2 separate regions of the Hordeum vulgare genome follow, and region 1 is linked to region 2. Evidence: chromatin contacts called from public Hi-C data. All regions are on one chromosome and are shown on one strand. Each heading gives the region's core, a stretch centred on a gene start, on an enhancer-like site or on the middle of the called end of the contact. The rest is flanking DNA. Distances are from core to core; before and after follow the strand shown. Region 1 has its middle 140 kb from the start of LOC123405479. Region 2 holds the start of LOC123404624 ((+)-neomenthol dehydrogenase-like).

Evidence for each region. Hi-C and Micro-C count contacts between places; a contact is called where the count stands out from the background.
Region 1: a contact with region 2 is called in a Hi-C map of leaf, with 2.1 times the contacts expected there. The contact joins the enhancer-like site here to the promoter of LOC123404624 in region 2. A contact is called at or near these places in 2 of 6 Hi-C or Micro-C datasets (both in leaf).

The regions. Positions count from the first base shown.
Region 1 is chr6H:347,621,645-347,624,344 of MorexV3_pseudomolecules_assembly, reverse strand. No RefSeq gene overlaps it. Among protein-coding and RNA genes, the nearest start is that of LOC123405479, 140 kb to the left of the region's middle. Within about 2 kb of position 1,449, at least 3 of the 3 cell types and tissues checked have open chromatin away from gene starts, as enhancers often do. A contact at or near this core is called in leaf, where this site is marked.
Region 2 is chr6H:347,477,989-347,480,688 of MorexV3_pseudomolecules_assembly, reverse strand. LOC123404624 ((+)-neomenthol dehydrogenase-like) reads left to right here and starts at 1,392. Exons shown (of 4, transcript XM_045098565.1): 1 at 1,392-1,560; 2 at 1,673-1,937. The coding sequence starts at 1,523.

The DNA.
Region 1 (2,700 bases), core at 200-2,699, 140 kb before region 2:
TTTTCGAACTTACGGACATTTTTTAAAAAGGTAAACATTTTTTCGAAAATGAAGAACATTTTTAAAAAGTCCAGTACATTTTCAAATCATGAAGATTTTTACCATTGGTGAAAAAAATTTGAACAAGTTTTCAATTTGTGTACAAATTTTCAAAAAGAGAAACATTTTTCGTAAAACAGGATCATTATTTATATAAATGAGAAATCTAGATCAATTTTCCAATAATTTGACCAATTTATGAAATAAAGAATGTTTTCTAAATTTTTTAAACAATTTTTTAAATGAGAACATTTTTTCAACCTATGTACACTTTTTGAAACACAATCATTTTATGAACTTACGTAATTATTTTGAAAAGACAAACATTTTCTGGAAAACGAAGAACACTGTTTTAAATTACTGTACATTTTCAAATCATGAACGTTTTTAGAACTTAATTAATCAAATTAGAACAACTTTTCAATTTGTGAACAAATCAAATAAAAAAGATTTTTCGTAAAATAGGAAAATTTTGATAAAAATTTCAAATCAAGATCATTTTTCGAAAACTCTGACCAAAGAATTTATGAACAATTTTTGAAGTGGGAACATTTTTTCAACTTACGTACACTTTTTGAAACACGAACATGTTTTGAACTTCCGTACATTTTTTGAAAAGGCAATTTTTTTAGAAAATGAAGATCATTTTAAAAACTCCTAAACATTTTGAAATCATAAGTATTTTTAGAATTGGTGAACAAAATTTGAACATGTTTTGAATTTGTTTTCAAAAAAGAAACATTTTTGGTAAAACGGGAACATTTTATATAAAAATGTTCAAACCAGAACATTTTTTAACAATTGTGACCAATTTATGAAAAAAGAAACATTTTTTAAAATCTTGTTGTTTTTTGAATAAGAGAATAATTTTTGAAACACGAAATATTTTTAAAAAAATGAACACATATTGAAAGCAGGTTTTTTCAATTCCTTATTATTTGTTGAATCACAAATAATTAAATATATTGTGAACAAATTTTAGAACTGGAGAACAATTTTCGAAATTCATTTTTTTTATAAAACGTCAAACAAAAATAAAGGAAAGGAAAAGGGGAAAAAAGACAAGGAAAATGTGAAAACGAAAACAGTAACATTTTTTTGAAAAAGGAAATTTTATTCAAAATCCCGAATATTTTTTGTAAATATCGAACATATTCTTAAAATTTCGAACATTTTTTGAAGTTTTTATTATTTTGAAAAAACAGTAATTATTTGAAGCAAAACAGAAAAACGAAAGAAAAACGGAAACCCAAAAAAAATGAAAAACAAACTGAAAAAAACAGTTAGGGAACCTTTTCCCAATAGCGGTGGCAACGGAACTGGGCCGGGCCAAGTCTTCTGGACGGGGTCTGTGGAGCCCCAAATATTTGAGCAAATTGCGTTCAATAGGGTTTTCCTTGCCGCCAGGCTGGTCTGCCTTGGGCGGCAGCTATCTCGCCCGGCTTGGCTGGCTGCGCCGGCCTGGCCTGGCCTGGCCTGGCCTGCGGGGCTGAGCCTTTTCTAATTTGTTTTTTTTACAAAATTCGCCTTTCTCTTTTTTTCCACCAAAATAAAGTAGTCCTAAAATCCCAGGAAACTTCACATAAATCCTTCCTAATAAAATGTACTTAGGTTAACATTTTTCCTAACCTAAAAGCTAAATATAAAAATAAATATTATTTGTACTTTTATAAAATTTGCGTCAAAATAATTTGCAAATAAAAGACATTAAATATATTTTGGTTTCAAATTAAATTTCCAGTATTTTTATTCTATTTTTAAGAAGTCATTTTATATTCTCTCTTTATTTCCTTTTGAAAATAATGGAAGTGAATTTTTGGTGAAACCAAATTGGATCCAAATTCCAAATTATGAAATTTAAAAAATGGACTTGAGGGAAACTTCCAACTCTTTCTTTTGGTCCTTGATTTGCTCTAAGTCCCTTGGATCAAAATTCAAATAAAACATATGAAGGCAAAATGCATAAATCATGGATGTATATGAATGATCTATTTATAAACATCGAAATTGAAAATTGGGATGTTACACACGGGTCCTTGGCCTTTGGGGAAAGCGCCACAGTACTTAGGATCGTGAGACTTGAGCTAGGACGAGCGCGACATGGGCCGCTTGGAAATGACACGGAGAGTCCGAGTCGGCCGTCTTCTCTTAGGTGCCTTCGCGTGAGAGCGCTTTCGACCCATGGCTCTTGCCAGCGGGACTGCCGGGAGCCTGTCTGTAGCTGGGGCAAAGAGTGGGTTTTGGCGTTTCGCACACTACTTGGCCTTTTTGAAGAAGGCAAGGCTCGGACTGGCCGGCTAGCCCCCAGGTCTGGCGAGCCGGACCCGGAGACCAAAAACGGAAGAAAAAAGGCGCTCGAGAGAGCGACTACGAAAGGGTAGCCCTAGAGTCTAGCTCGGGGTACTTGTTGCATTCATTAAACCCAAAAGGTACGGGGATACATACATACATTGGTTCAGCTGTAAAACGGGCAGAGGAGCGCCGCGTTCCATGTGCACTCTGTCTCTTCGCCGAAGGCATCTCTCTTGCGCTTTTGCGGTTTCTCGGCATCTATGAGGTAGTACACGTTGTTGTGCCGTGATGTGCTGACGATGAAGGGCCCTTCCCATGGGGAAGCCACCTTGTCGTGGCAGGCTATCCGCTGGACCTACCGAAGCATCA
Region 2 (2,700 bases), core at 143-2,642:
TCACAATTCCGTCGTAGTCCGGCTTGTTAGCTCATAGATTTGCAATCGGCTAAGAGGTGCCAGTTCGCTTCGCCGTGGCCGATAGGTGGCCATTTGCATTGCCAACAGGGTTGTCGGCCTAGCCAAGGCCGGCAAGGACTAATTGGCCTAGCCAAGACCGATAGGGACTAATTAGTCTTGGCTAGGCTGACAGGATCACATTTTAAAAAAAATTCAAAATAACGTAATATTTTTTAAAATCGATAAAAAAGCAATATTAAAAAAAATAGCGCCTTATCGCTGCGGTTGTGAAGGCAAAGGCCCAGGTCCTGCAGGGTCGCTGATACGTGGGACTAGGGCGGACATGAGAGGGCACGAGTGGACGACAATAGACAATGGGAGCGTCCGCTTTTGTTCATGCGGATCCATTTCTGGCCATAATTGAGTCAAGCTTGAATGGGAATGGACCATAAAATGGATATAAGAGGGACACTTGATCCATTTAGGTTGCCAGGTTCAGTCAAGTATTTTGTATGAATGATCTAAATGGACAAAATAGGTGGTTGGTGCATTGGAGTTACTTTTACAGATGCCTTGTAAGCTTGAAACTTGTGCGATAGACGCTGTCAAAAGGGATATAGAGGGATTGATGAAATCATTGGATATTATATTGAGCCTCATGGGCAAGTATATATAGCAGTACTGACTTGAAAGGCAAGAAACCTTTTCTAAAGATATGGTAAAAGATGAATTATATATTCTAGACTACGGAATATATGTAATTCCAATATATCTATAAGGTCGTGTTTGGGATGTCGTTTCGGTTAGCAATACGAGTGTAAATAGTACACATCTCGCTGTGTCGTTTTGCTTTCAAGTGAAAATTGATACTGGCTCTATAAATTAAATACATGTGTATCTAAATACAGTCAATCCAAGCGCGCCCAAAGAGACCCGTACAATTACAGCTGTAAAGATTACACTACAGTCACTCATGCAATCAAAACAGAGCCGCCTGGTTAGAGTCACTCGTGCAATCAAAGCAGAGCGAGCGCCCGAGCCATTGCGCTAATGAGCTGGCCCGACTTGCCATGTCAGCGAATTCCAGCTAAACGTCCTCAAGGTTCAAAACGGAGGGGATCGAGTTTGGTGTGCTAATTTACAGAATTACAAATTGATAGTATGATTTAATTTTCATCTACAAGTTTAAGATTTGTATTGGACCTTTTCCACGCTACTAGCAGTACGCAGTACGCCCCTGCAGGCTGCAGCGCATACTCAACTCGGTTGACCGGCTCGCCTCGAAGCGGAAGCACAGCTTGAAGGATTCCCATCACACGCACCCACTTGCGCGCGCTCCCTGCCCTGCCTGTCACTGCAGGATAGGCCGTCCTTATATATATATATACACCCCGCTCTCGTTGTCTTCCTCCACTCCACATCCCACTCCAAAGCTTTGCTTGGCTCTCCCGTACCTGACCTCTCTTTCCATCCAGGCAATCCTGTCTAGTGTCCAGTGCTCCTCCTTCCCTCTCTATCGTCCATGGACTGCTCGAGTTCCAAAGAGACGCCACCGCACAAGTAACTCCCTGACCGACTTAATTTACCTCCACTCAACACCGCATTCGCTTTGTGTGTATATTGTGGTTGACTTCGTCTTGCGTTATGGTTAATTTTGCGGGTTGTCCATCAGGGCGTGGTGGACGGGCGAGACGGTGGCGGTGGTGACGGGGGCCAACCGTGGCATCGGCCACGCGCTGGCCGCGCGCCTGGCGGAGCAGGGGCTGTCCGTGGTGCTCACGGCGCGGGACGAGGCGCGCGGGGAGGCCGCCGCCGCTGAGCTCCGCGCCAGGGGTCTTCAGTCAGTGCGATTCTGCCGCCTCGACGTTGCTGATCCCGCCTCCGTCGCCGCATTTGCCTCCTGGATCCGCGACCACTTCGGCGGCCTCGACATTCTTGTGAGTGCGCGCGACCGTGTATTTCGTCTATTTCGCGCCTTCTCCGCTAAATTACCGTGATATATACATATATACATACTCCCTCCGTTTCTATAAGTATCTTTTACTCGCTCCATTCTTAAATATTTGTTTTTTAGATATTTCATTAGAAACAACATATGGATATATATCGACATAATTAAAAATGTGGATTTATACATTTTTCTTTATATCTCTAAAAAGATAAATATACCAAAACCGAGAAAGTAGATGTTTCACTAAAAGACTATATATAACTTATTTTGTTCCATATGTATGTCATAGTAGAAACTATAAAAAAATTATATTTAAAACGGAGGGAGTAGACTAAAACTGCTAATCCGTCGGCTGCCATCACCCGGCCCTACCCCGGGCAAAAAGAGTGGTGTGCTAAGTTAGCTGTTTGCAGCAGTCAATCGATTAATCAGCTATATTAACCACCCAATTTTATACGTAATTAGGTTTAGGGGTTGGCTTACCTACTAGTCTACCATGCATTATGCTACTCTATCTTTTTTTTTTTCAAATAATAAGTGTTACACGTGTGACATGAAATACTCCGACTCTAACATTTTTTACAATTAATATCACATCCGAAATCTGAAAAGAAAGTTGCCATGGTTAACAACCAGTTGTCATGTCGCTAAATTTGCTATAAAAATGTTCGAAGTTGCCATGTGCTCGTATCACACATATGACATTTATCAGGGTTTTATTTTTTTTAAGGCTAGTATCATATTACTCC